Linked DNA regions of Rattus norvegicus: region 2 is linked to region 1. The links are chromatin contacts, called in public Hi-C maps. All regions are on one chromosome and are shown on one strand. Each heading gives the region's core, a stretch centred on a gene start, on an enhancer-like site or on the middle of the called end of the contact. The rest is flanking DNA. Distances are from core to core; before and after follow the strand shown. Region 1 holds the start of Tbx18 (T-box transcription factor 18). Region 2 overlaps LOC108351758 (a long non-coding RNA gene).

Evidence for each region. Hi-C and Micro-C count contacts between places; a contact is called where the count stands out from the background.
Region 2: a contact with region 1 is called in a Hi-C map of the Rat2 cell line, with 4 times the contacts expected there. The contact joins the enhancer-like site here to the promoter of Tbx18 in region 1. A contact is called at or near these places in 3 of 12 Hi-C or Micro-C datasets (the A7r5 cell line, the Rat2 cell line and psoas muscle).

Annotation. Positions count from the first base shown.
Region 1 is chr8:97,556,816-97,563,591 of GRCr8, forward strand. It overlaps Tbx18 (T-box transcription factor 18), which reads right to left and starts at 3,150. Exons shown (of 8, transcript NM_001108173.1): 1 at 2,423-3,150; 2 at 1,371-1,575. The coding sequence starts at 2,732.
Region 2 is chr8:97,788,284-97,795,059 of GRCr8, forward strand. It overlaps LOC108351758 (a long non-coding RNA gene), which reads right to left. Exons shown (of 4, transcript XR_010054444.1): 4 at 1-2,919. Among named protein-coding and RNA genes, the nearest start is that of Tbx18, 230 kb to the left of the region's middle. Within about 2 kb of position 3,103, at least 8 of the 93 cell types and tissues checked have an H3K27ac peak or open chromatin away from gene starts, as enhancers often do.

The DNA.
Region 1 (6,776 bases), core at 1,900-4,399:
TGTGTATCAAAGGAGATGCTGAAGTAAAGGCACGTAATCCCTTTACAAAGAGCACAGAAGCAAGAAATACGCAGCACCTTAGCATGCATTAAAAACAGCATCAGTTTCGCCCTTTAAAAAAGCTTTCCTTTAATGATTTATGTCTAGGACCCTCCAACTAATCTCATTTCTGTTCATTTAGCCTTATAACACAAATTTATTTACCGATTTTTTTTCTACAACAGCGCTATTAAAGGCCACTGCCAGTGAAAAGAAAGTCCCTAAGTATTAACTAAACAGGAGAGCAGTTTAATATGCTGGCTGTTTTAGTGTTCTTTCAGTGCACCTGTAAGATAAAGAGGCAAGGTCTTTAACTACATCCTTTATAAGACAACTGTTGCTTTGTGCTGCTGAAGAACGCATTTGGATCATTAATAAAAACTTCCCTGAGAATGCAGAAGGTAGCATATGGATTCAATAAAATATGTTTTTGTAATTTCTAATAAGTTTGGATGCTTTTATGCTACCCAGGTTTTTACCATGTGTACTCCCTGAAAGAGTTGTGTGTGCTTTTTAAAGAACCTTTAAAGGGATCGTATTATTCTTAGATTTCATTACAGTAAATGAGTTGAAAACTTGAAAGTGCAAGTTTCTTATGCCGACCCCAAATTAATTTGATGAGGCCAACAAATCCATTTATTTGACTAATGACCCATACACAAATTACACAGTCTAGAAAAATTAACTTCTTTCCAAACGTTTTTGTATTCTGCAAATTAAGGTAGTGGGGCTGATTTCGTGTGTGTGTGTGTGTGTGTGTGTGTGTGTGTGTGTGTGTGTGTGTGTGTGTGTTGTCTACAGTTTTAAAACTCAGAGTAATGATTCTTATCGCAATACATGATTAAACACGACCATGGTGACCTTTCACGGTAGCCTAACATCAGAATAGCACAATACACCCTTGGGCTCATGGTGCTTCCTAATCTAGAAGTTAGAAATTTTATAAAAAAAAATCAGAGTGTGCTAAAAAATATATATTTAAAATATAACTAAAGCGGGAGGGGTCATCTATTACCTAGTTCAGAACTGATAACTAGAGCCTAAGTAAATGCATAGACTGAGGTACACAAGTAACTAGGTCTCACTCCCTCACTCAGAGCATGGATCCTGGCTCGCTAAGGCTGTAGCACCCATCTTGACAAAAGATCTCTCTGACTTTAACAAGACCGGGCCGGAATGCGCCCTTCATCGACAGCACTGTCTGGAAAGAAAGCAATGAAGATTTAGACAGGGAGCTACTGTCTGGGGCTTTGTGGGGTGGGTCACGGCTGCGGCCAGGCGAAGGGTAGGGTGAGGCCAGAGTCCCAGGAGACCTGGAGACTCAAACTTACCTGCCGGCTTTGGTGATGATCATCTCGGTGCCTATTTCGTGAAAGCGTTTCCAGAGTTCTGCTCCTTGCAGATCCACTCTTGGGGCCTGTGGCGCGGGCAGCGGGGTCCCCGGCCGTGCCAGGCCAGGTACCGGAGACCCTTTCGGGGAACCTCCCGGGGACGCCAGCGGGGAAGCGCCCTGCAAGAAACCGTCCTCACAGCTGCCTGGACAGCAGAGGGCAGAGACAGGGAAGCAGTGAGGGCGAGAGCGGCCTGGAGAATCAACTCAGGGCCAGGCCCGAGGACAGCTGCCTGCAGTCCAGCAGCGCCGGGCGATCAGAGCTGCCTTGAGGCCTCTAGGGTCCCACCAAGTCCGCATGTCGCAGAGCCAGGTCCGCGGACTCCCTGCGCAGCAAACGCTACGGAATCTGGGACCGGTCCCGAGCGCACTATTTCGGGGCTCAGATCCCGCCGCTGCCTCTGCCCCGATCTGCTCCGGTCACCTATTCCTCCCTTCGCCCCAGGCGGCCGTCTGGCCTCCGGGCCTGAAGCGAGGCACCTTCTGGAAAGTTCCCCAAATCCCGCTCCCACCAATCCTCCCAGCTGCTGGCTCTCCAGGCCTCGCCGCACAACGGATACAGAGTGAGAAAAGCCAGCCCCCGGGCGCCTGGGCTCGGGCGGAGCAGCGCTCCGCATTCCGGAGGGCAAAGAGTGTGGGCGAGCTCGCTGCCGCCTCCCGGGTTGGCGCACCCAGCTTCGGGGCATCTGATGCGGTTTCCGCGCTTTAGCCCGCGCCCTCCCGCACGAACCACGGGGGCTCCTAAAACTTAAGAGAAGCGAAAAGCAGCAGCACCCCTGGGCTCGAACCCTCCGGGGCGCAGGGACAAGGACGTCGGCAGCCCGCCGGGCCCGGCTGAGAGCCGCGGATTGACGGTGCGCTGGGCCGACGGGTCAGTGTCTGACCTCCGGGGCTCGGCGGCTGAGGCCGGGGAGGACCGGGCGAAGCTCAGGTTCGCGGGATCCGGGCGGGGACGCACCGGGAAGCCGCTGGGGCGGGAAGGGGTCGACTCACCCGCGGGTCCGCGGGAAGCACAGCTCCGTTCGGCGTCCGTGCAGCTCCGCGCCGGCCCGGACGCCGACCCGGCTGCGGGCGGCGGGGGAGCCGGGTCTTCGTCGGCCTCGGTGCAGCGGTGTTCTCTCGCGCCTCCGCCACGGCTGCAGCCTGCGTCGTCCACCGCCCCGGCCGCCTCTTCCGTGGCCAGCTTTCTCCGCTTCTTTTGAAGCTGTTGCTGCTTTTCGGCGCCGATCAGTGCCTCCACCGAGAAGGCATGCGCCTTGAGGCTTAGCATGCTGCACGGTGAGCCCCTCCGCTTCTCCGCCATCCCCGCCGCCCCGAGCCCGCCCGCCCCTCTCTCATATACCCGCGGCTGGGGCGCACGCACGCGTTCGCCCTCCTGGCCCCACCAAACGCTCCGCAGCTCCCGAAGCCTCCCGAGATCTGTTCCCTTCCTAGCCGCGGGCAAAAACAAATTTGCCGTTTCCTCTTTCTCTCCGGCGTTGGGATCCGAGGAAGCAGGAACGCGGCCGCCAAGTTTCCTTCCCTCTGTCTCTCCTTCGAGCTCAGTGGTGCACTTTTTGACTCCCAAACCCTCCACCTCCTCTTGCTGCTCCAAGATCTGCCTCGACTGATGCGCCCGAGAGGACTAACACGGGGGAAAAAAAACACTCTGCGGACACAAATTAGGGATTGTAATTGAAATTTGTTGCCTTGATCTGTCAGCACTTCCAGGCAGGAGAGCGGTGGGAAGAACTTGCTCATTAGTGTCAATAAAGCGGCGGGGGCCGGTCCTATGGAGCTGTCCATCACCGAGACAGCTCACCAATCAGAAGAAGGACTCCGCTCAGCCCGCGCCCACTTCCTTACAAGGTCGGAAAATCTCGGACAGAAAAGCGCCGCCATCTGGCTCGTCTGTGCCAGCCTCTTGAAAGCTGAACCCTCTTTTGAAGACACCCACCAACCCAGTTCAGACCCTGCCTCTCATCAGAACCAGGAAAGGCTGAGCCTCCTGGTTTAACGGAGAAAAAAGAACCACAATTAGCAGTAGAGAGGATCTTTCAAGGACCCCTAAATCTCTGATCCCACATCCCTATCCCTGGGCTACAAAGTACATTTGAAGGGGGCAAGAACTCACAGCATATTTGTCAAACATATTTGTCACATCTCATTTAAAAATCCCTGTGCTTATTGATGCCCACTGTGCGTAAAGAGTGACCCCGGGCTTCAAGCTTACTCCGTAGCTTTTTCTTAGGTTAGATGACTTTAAGCATATTTTATTTTTTTAATTTAAAAGTAATCATTATAGTATCTCTCAATCCTTCATATAAACTATCCAGGAAAGGTGTCTCCTTTCTAGAGACGCCCTCGGAGTAATTGTTTTAAGACGTAGTCGTGGGATTTTAATTCTGTTTTTAATGATATAGGTTTATCTTCAAAACTTCACCAAGTAAAGCATGCTTTATGAATTTTTGTATGTTTTTTATGAATTTTCTGTATGTTAAAATAGCTTCATATTCATATTGGGCCTTTAAGAATCGGTGTATTTCTTTGAAATAAACTCGAAAGAAAGCAGAATTTGAAATTGAACGACTGCAAACATGTATATGCAGTTCTGTTGTTTAAACTCAACACTTTCTTAGGATTAACAGGATATGGGTTTGATGTGAACACAAAAATCTCTTGTAGAATAAAATTCACTACACGAACCTTTAGTATAAAATATGCCACGAGCGATTCGTTTTGTTTCATTTTGCCTTTCCTCCCGTATTCGATGTTCATGTAAACACTGTAATGCTCAACTTTTTTCTGGCTTCTCTTCAACATTCAGGAAAATGGCTTCTGAAAGTAGTGTCACCCCTGGAGCCAGTAGTTTGTTTTTAAATCGTAGATTAAGGAAACCCGCAATTCCTTCAGGGCTCAACTGCTGAGAAAAGATGGAACCAAGCGAGGGTGCCTAGAAGCGCATGTGGACCCGGGCCATAAAGGACTTAGTAATATCCTTGTTGCGGATGCAAATTTTAAGTGACTGAGAAATGCGTTCAATTGGAAGACCTTGTTTTATTCGGGGGGATTGGGAGCCTGTGTCACTGACTTGGAACTATCCGGAGAATCTCGCAAACTCAGCACTGTGCAGGATGGTGTTGTGTCCTAAAGAGTAAGTTCAACCCGGTTAGTGAAGTTTGGCCTAAAGCGGGGAGTCAACCGGAAAGCGTGAGGAAGCGGCCTGGAAAGTTTGGGTTGGTAGGGATAGTCTAGGGTGTAGTGGGATTCAAATGTCTGTGGAGTTTACACACGCAGCTCCTGGCCCTGCGTGAAGCTCCCGAAGCGCGTGCGAAGCTGTCTTCAGTCCCCTGCCCGCTAAACTAGAGCGCCGGGCCCCAGCCCTGGGCCCTTATGGATCCTGCAATGGAGTGGTTTTCCAAGCAAGCCCGGCTTGCAGCCTGGGAGATTCATAAATTCTATGGCCCCGGGGGTGGAGTCACTAAAAGGTTTCTGGCCTGCTGGACCGCAGGAGGAGGCTGAGCGGCTGGTTCCAAGAAACCTCTGGGATTTCCAGACCGGAAGCCTACTTTGTAGTTAGGATCATGTCCCTTTAAATGCCACGCAGTCCAAACTGGCTTGAGATGTTTAAATAGGCCTTCTAGGGTGTCCGGGGATCACAGGGTCCCAAGCCGTCCGTGGTCCCTCTGCATCTTCTTCCAACTTTACCCCTGGCAGCTGGAGCCTCAGGCTACAAAATTTGACTTGGGTTCATATAACAAACTGGAAAGCGATATTACAAACTGGCAAGAAAAAAATAAAAGCAGTCCCAATGTATACAAGTATGCGCAGAGCGCAGAGGCAGAATGAGGGCGCTAGCTCCCTTAGTACTGGTCCGACTGCTTGAATCCCTCTCCGGCTCCAGGACCAAGGATAAGCTGGTTCCCCCCATTGGACTGCAAACTGTGTACACAGAGCACTACCTGTGTTCCTTAGTAACTGTCAGAGAACCTCATCCCGTGCTAGGTAGCGAAACTAGACCTCAGTCTGCTGAGAAGTCAAGGAAAGGGGTTTCAGGGAAGCCTTCGTTTGCCAAGGCCTGTCTCCACCGGGCAGCAAGTGTGTGCTTAAGAAAAGGCCAAATCCTGGTGTTCCAATGAAGAGAGTGATGAAAATACACAGCCGCTCTGCTTGCCCCACCCGGGAACCTCCAAATCCTGGGGTCTGTAAGTGCAAGTCTATAGGTGCCTATGATCTCCCGGTACATGTATTGGTATGTGTGTGCATGTCCACCTGAGCATATGTAAACACGTAGGAGTGTGTGCCTATAACTCGTGAAGAGAAAATATTGTTTCATGTTGTATGACCTACATTAAAGAAGGATTAAAACTGAAAGAGTTTGCAGTCGGGCCTCTCCCCGCACATGCCAAACACTATTTTAAATGAAAGTCACTCTGGGGTTGGAGTGACTTCATTTACCAAGGCTTCGAAGGGTAAGTCAGAGCTGGCTGGGCTGCAAGGCTTCACTTAAGAACTTACCCTCCTACTGAGCAAAAGGAGAGGCAGAAAATCCTGGAGTGTCCAGATTTGGGGGGAGGGGGTGATGTATGCTGGAATCAGGTCCCGCAGAACAGGCAAGGGGTGTGTGTGTGTGTGTGTGTGTGTGTGTGTGTGTGTGTGCGTGTGTGTGTGTGTGTGTGTGTGTGTGTGTGTGTGTGTGTGTGTTGGGGAGGGGGTGTGAATGAAAGGGTAGACTTTTTTAAATGGATATCTGCTCTCTGCTTTTCTGGAGGCAGTTCAGAAACATTTTTCTTAAAAGAAAAATAATGAAAGAAAAATTCTCTTTGTCTCCATGATGCTTTTTAGCCTATTTTTATAAACATCTGGTGGTTTCCTAAAAGGAGTAGACTGACCTGTCCAGACTTTATTGTGTACTATCAGCCATTCCATGCCCCACCACACACACACAATCACTGTAAAATATTCTAGCCTTTGTGTTTGATTGCTTGCACTGTTTGGTTTCTTGCAATAGAAAACAAGATACTGAAACAAGAAAGTGAGCAGTTAGCTGAACTGGACACTTGGAGTGGGCTCTGGATCCTTTTCTACATTTGTAATACAAAAGGTATTTTAATATTAACTAAGTTTAATTAACTGAGTGAGAAACACAGAAACAGGAGAGGCTATGGGGTGAGCATTGTTAGACCAGGAGAGCAAGAAAGAAGGATGATTTCGCACTTTGTAACTGGATATCAGAAGGAGATGCTGGCTCTTAATTCAGGACCGTGAACATCAACACCTCCCACAATTTACCAGGTTACAGAGCTCTCTGCTTTTGGATCTTGGCCTTTCTTCATTCTGGGTACAAGGCTTCTTTGCTTCTCCCTCT
Region 2 (6,776 bases), core at 1,853-4,352, 230 kb after region 1:
CTGGCAATCCTGGTTACTCTGTGGAGAGGGATTTATAAAGTAGAACTCTCAGCTCTCTTCATTGCATTAAAAAAGATTCTGCATGAATGAAATGACAGAAAATATTATTAAAACTGGCTTCACTGAATAAATGAGAGGGAGTTTGGAAAACGTGGTTAAAGAAGAGAAACAAGAAACTAAAGAGAAATAGACGGTGATCAGGAGGAGGGATTCAAAGGGGAGAAATGTATTGAAAAGCAAATACAAGCCAAAGCCATTAACTGAATTAAGTGGAAAGAGAACAACATGAGTAAGGAGAGGAGAGGATTAAATTCAGAGACTTGTATGGAAATGTGGACGGGGAGGCAAAATCTCCCAGATGCACATTTCTGTTATTGACTAGTACCTACTCTGTTATGCAATTCACAGAAACAGACAGAGAGAGAGGAGAGAGACCCAGAGAAGGAGAGAACTCTCGAACTGCTCTCTTGTGTAGATGGGCCACTGAACACCCTAAGGGAAAAGAAACCATCCCTGCCTGTGTCCTAAGAATCTCTCTGCACTGTTATCTCAAGCTCTGAATCCCACCCTGTGTCTATGCTCCAGGCTGACCACAGTTGTCCTATGTAAAGACTTCCTTTTGGGTATCTGGAAGAATCAAGGGGAAATAGTCAATCCTCTGTTGCTACAGCTCCACAAACCTTAATGTGTCCACATATATCACTCAAAGACCAGACATAGCAATGTTCAGAAGGTAAAGAAAGCAAGACTCTTCATAACTTCATAGCTGTGGGCTTGTCTGCACATTCCGAGGATGTTGTCAAGCACTCAGTCTGTATTTAATGGATTTTTTTTTCTGGCTCTATTCCACACAGATGGCATCTTCTTTCTTTTCTTTTCAAAAAAAAAAACAAACAAAAACAAAAAACAAAATGAAACAAAAAAAACTTTATTTACTATGTATATAGTGTTCTGCTTACACATATGCCTCAACACCAGATTTTATTACAGATGGTCGTGAGCCACCAAGTGATTGGTTGCTGGCAATTGAACCCAGGACCTCTGGGAAAACAGGCAGCACTTCTAACCTCTGAGCCATCTCTCTGGCCCAGCATCTTCTGATAGAAATCTAGCATTGTCTTTCTGACAACTGAATATATCATCCCTGTTCCTTAGATGATCTCATCTTCATAAGTGAGGGGAAGTCTCCATCACACTGCACTTAGCTGACACACTTAGTCAATGCTTACTCACTGCGATGTAGCCAGTAGATCTGTCCTTATCACCACTCTGTTTCCTCATATTCCATATCATCCTATTTTCCACATATCTTGTGTGTTTCTAATACACCAGATCTACACTTGTGCCATATTGTTTGTGTACCTTGGTATCTCCCACTGGAATATATAAAAATGTTATCAGGTAGTTCTAAAAGTAAGACAAGCACCTGAAATCCCACCATCCCTGAATTCAAGAAGAGCATCCTTGTGAATACTGAGCATCTATGGACCTAGAGAAAACGCATATGTAGAATTATCTCAGTCTTCCTAAAATTAGAGATGTAACTGTATTGGCGAGACACACACAGGATGGAAGTCGTTTCTTTTCGACACTGGAAGCTCCTTTAATTCCACTCACTGTACTTCACAAAGGCAACCAAACTCCACAGCTAGGAACATGGCTTGGCAGTAGAATGTTTCCCCAGGATATAAAAGTGGAAGCCTCCAAGTTCAATCATCAGCCTTTGGAGGAGGAGGAGGAAGAAGAAGCAGAAGAGGAAGAGGAAGAGGAAGAGGGGGAAAAGGAAAGGAGGAGGGAGAGGAGGAGGAGAAGGAAGAATGAAAGAAAAAAGAAACTTCACAGTAACCCCTTGTTTACTGTTTTGGGGAATGAAAATGAATGAAACTTCAATTCGATACAAAAATCCTGAAGTGTTTTGTAAGCCAAAGAATAAATGAACTATTTTTTCAATGTAGTTCAATATCTTATAGCATCAACTGAAGTATCCTGGTCCCTTATTCTCCTTGCATGAAGCAGGAGAAATAGCATTTAAATCAGCAGAAGTGTATCCTTAGGAAGGGTAGTCCAAGCCAAAATTCAATGAACAGTTAGAGAAAGAAGGTGAACCAGCAAGTACGACAAAGGCAGAAGAGAGTCATGATGAAAACATTTTGAGAGAAGTAAGAGATGCCTGGGCGCTCCTGATGGTATCATGAATGCCGTGAGCTCTGCCTCAGGAACAGTGACAGGCATACATTGTGTAGACTCCAGGGCATCCTTAGACCTCCTCAGAGCACCCTTGACCACTCTATAGTAAATAACACACTAACACTTTGAAGCCTGCTCTACTATTGAGAGAAAGTCAATGGTCAGGACAAAAATTACCACTAAAGACTATTTCACTTCTCCAACAATTGGCTGATAAGTCTGCTGTTAAAATTTTTGTGATAAACAAAATGTGGTTTGCTTTACTCCAACCTTATTTTCTTTAGAGATACATGGTTGGAGATTTTTACATGTGAATATCACTTTAAATGTTCTAATGCCTCTAACTCAATCATTACTTGTGGTCATAAAAATAATTTGTGCTCAAGTGCTCTCCAAGGACTGTGCTCAAGCGCTGGGATTCCTTGCATTTGGCCAGCAGCCTCTGGGACCGGTCCATGCTAAGGGCCTCCTGTGGGTTCCATCTGGAGCAGTTAAGTCTCGGGGTAATTTGCATTCACTTTCGGTTGAGATGGTCCCCACTCCCATCTCTGCTGTATCTGAGACTGAGGTGAGCGATGCCAAGTTCACTCGGAGGTTTGAAACTTCAGCATTCTGCTGGCCTGTGGTGCCAGGGAGTGCTACCCTCTGAAGGAGCAAATGCAAATCTCTGGGGAACTCTTCAGTCACCCTCACAGCTGAAGACTTCTCAGTGAAACCCAACACTAAGGACATCTGAAAGAGATAAGTCATAGCATTAGTCATGAGGGCTGCTGATGATGCGGTTTTACCAAATTAAAGAATATGTTACCGACACAGTAAGGGAACAATAAAAATCCTCATCTCTTCACCCAGCAGTTCTGAGTTGCCGAAATCGAGCTGCTTCCAGAAATGTCATTTATGCCAGTGAATCAGTCCACGGGGACATCATGGCCTGTGATGACCACAGCTATTCCACCCACTCTCCTGACTCATACTCCAGGTCAGAGACTGGCTTGAAAATGCTCACAGGACTCAATTCTGGCTTCTAAGATGAGTGGAAATTTTTCCTTGGGAGCTTTGGGAAAGATAGACACCTCTCTCCAAGAAGACGTACACAGAAGCCAATTAGCCTCTAACTCTGAGCACAGAGTTAGACATGGTTCTTGGAGGTGCGGTATTCTTCTTATGATATGCCTGAGAAGGAAATCAGCACCAAGAAGTGCAAGTTGGGGAAATGGAAAACCCTGGATCCTCAATGACAACCTTGAGCTACATCAATCAATCCTCAGCCTCAACTTCTACAGACATGAAATGTTAACCATCTTTATGACCAATTGAGTTTTTCTGCAACTTGCTTCAAAAAAATATCTAATTGAATAAAAATTATTTTGACCTTGCATATACATTAAGACAATGAAGACTAATGCAAACTTACAGTATTTGTCAAAAGTCCTAGGTAACAGAGAACCCCTCTAAGTGTAACTAGTAAATTACAGCTATATGAAAATGACAAATACATATTCATATGACATTAGCAGAATATATCATTAAAAATTAAGAGTAAAGTATAAATTATTATACTTTTAAGATTAATATTTAAGTGTTATCTTCCCCATTCTCTTCATCAGTTTTTAAAGGTTGAAGTCTTGGAGATTAGGTAATTAAAAGATTATTCTATACTCTATACTGTTTTATCCCTCCGAGTTGAAAGCATAATTATGCTAATATTTTAGTTTTATGCAAGTCCAGATGAATTAGCTTCTGTAGTAGGGAGAAACTGTCCCAGAACTGTAATATACGAAAGCAACAGAGACAGACATCTTGCTCAGGCCACATGTACATAGGAGTTAGATGCAGTGGAATTCTTAAAAATCACCTGGAGACTCCAACAGCCTTGGAGTTACTGTGTACCAAATGAAACTCTTGGTATTCCCAATCCTCCTGTCTCTGTGCTGAGGACAACCAAGTGCTGAGGTTATAGGTGTGTATAGTGGATTTTATATATGCATAAAACATTCAAAGATAAGGTTGGTTTCAAACCAGGTTTTATCCAGGATCCAAATGAAGATCCTTTTGCTTTTCTGCCCTCCCTTTCTGTCATGGTGTTTGATCAGTTTTCCACCATGAGTGCCCAGGTTCATTGGCCAGTGTTTAGCAGTCCCAGCAAAAGTCCTGATTTCCATACAGTGTCCATGTCACAGACTATCTGGCAATACGTAGCCTAGAGAATGGGATGCACAAGTTGAGTTAGGCCAGCCAGGTTCACTTGGAGATGTGTGGCGGGGATGCTAAAGATGAAACCATGTCTACCCAGCCTGTGTGGGTGAGGTATGTAACATTCTGCCAAAGGAAGCCCAATGTACTTCCTTATGGAAAGGACATTGATACAGACTTGGTATTTCTGGGCTCTGTTCCCCGCTTTCTGCTTCAGCATTAGCTCCTAGCTTCACTCCGGGAGTACAGGAGGTAGAAGAGATGTAGCCTGGTATAGCAATAGCAGTTGCCTAGTGGTCTGAGATCTTGCTTCTCATGGGGCTTCTCACTGAACCAGTGCCTCAGGAGATGCACTGGGGTTAGTCTTAGTTGAGACAAGTTACTTCAGGGATTTGGGGTTCTATTGAATTAAGGGAGATGGGGCTGTCTGTATAGCTTCAAAGGTCCATTGGCTCTGGACACAGAGTTCTTGAGTCACACTGGGACAAGACTGCAAACGTGACTCGGGGCTCACAAGAAGTGCCTACCCAATCCTTCCTATTTCAAAGAAAGTGTCTTTCTAGTGAAGCATAGCTCCGTGTTATAAAAGGAAATGAAGGAGACATGGATGGGAGCGGTTGCTAAGATTACAGCCCTGGGGGAGGGCAAAGGAGCAGACACCACAAAAGTTTCTGAGTCAGTAACAAATACGATGTTAAAATCTAACATATACAAAGAAATTTTGTATGTGCTGAGGAGGCAGATTGATATTAGATATTCCCTATCTAGTGTTCGGGTGGCTGTGGCACTCTCAAGTGCTGTGAGGATATTAAAGTGTCCCTTAGAGTAGAGTTGGAGCTTGGCAGCCAGGACAAAACTGGGAAAGGGCTGAATCTGGCAGCAGAAGAGGCATACTAGAGACTGCAGGAGAGGCTGTGGGCATGACACAGGTGAGGTTCTCTGTACGTCTCTGAGGAAAGACAGAAGGGAGAAGCAAAACAAACTAGAGGAGGAGAATTCAGGGGTCAAGGAAGAATGACTGTATCCGGATGGGAAGAGATGGTTTCTGGATGGTGGGGTAGGTAACAGAGTGAGGAGGGAGGTGGGTTCCAGGAGGGAAACTGAGGGCAGCTTGGGGCTTTCCTTGGAGACACTGCTGTACCATCACTGAGTCACTAGGCAGGGGTCCTAGACATTGAATATAGGGGTTTGAAGACAAAGTGGGTGTTGAAATCAGAACAGTCAACACAGCTGAGACCCCTACAACTCCATCTGCTCAGCACACTGTGGGAAGCTGGGTTGGGGGGAAGTGGAGAAGGCTTCAGACACAGAACAGAGCCTAGAACCACAGCTGTGAGGGATAAATTAGGTGCTTAGTAACACTTGGGTTTCAAAAACTTGCCTTGTGGTGAGGATCTGCTGACATTCAAACGTGCAAACTACTCTTTAGAAGTGTGCTAGAACTGGCCGCCAGTGGAGCAGAGACACAAGCTGGGACCAACTGTAACTGGCATTTCCTTAACGTCTCGTTTTGCTTGACAAATGTGGCAAGGCCCCTTTGACTCCTGACTCCACTAAGAGAAGGGATATACTTTCTCCACTAGAGAAAAGCACTCCCTCCCTTCCGGGAGGCCAGAGGAGGGGGTGCCTTAACCCCTCCTCCCCCATTACAAAACAAACCTGGCCAGGAGTCATCCCACTTAGGAGGAAGCCATTCTGCTGCTGACACAGCCCACAAACACACAGCTCCCACAATGGTCCTTTCTCGAGGGAAAGAGACACACTTGCTTAGATAGGAGCTTTAACTAGCAGCCCCCTGCTAGAGATCACCATTGCTAGGTGCTCTGTACTCCCACCTAGTGGGGAAAAATGGTAATCCAAAATACTTGGGCACTTCCAGGAAAAGAAAAACTATTTCCTAGCTTTAAAGAGAGAGAGAGAGAGAGAGAGAGAGAGAGAGAGAGAGATAGAGGAGGAGAAGGAGGAGGAGGAGGAGGAAGAGGAGGAGGAGGAGGAGGAGGAGGAGGGAGGGGAGGGGAGGGGAGGGGAGGGGAAGGGAGGGGAGAGGAGAGGAGAGGAGAGGAGAGGAGAGGAGAGGAGAGGAGAGGAGAGGAGAGGAGAGGAGAGGAGAGGAGAGGAGAGAGAATGATTAGTGAAGACTCAATGGACAAAATGCATTCTTCTTTATGCAGGAAGAGATGTGACAAGTGATCAAAAACTTATTTCTGTCCGAGTCACTCCTCCTGCTTCTGTACAGGCAACCAAGGCATCCCAAGAGACCTACACTGTTTCATTAATGGCTGGTGTCAGTAGACACTGCTTGGGGCAAGGGAAGGCTTGGTTCCGGTTTCGTGTCAAGGTAAAGTCTGTCTCTTCCAGAGAAGAATCCCAAAGGCATAGAACTCATAAACTCAGAC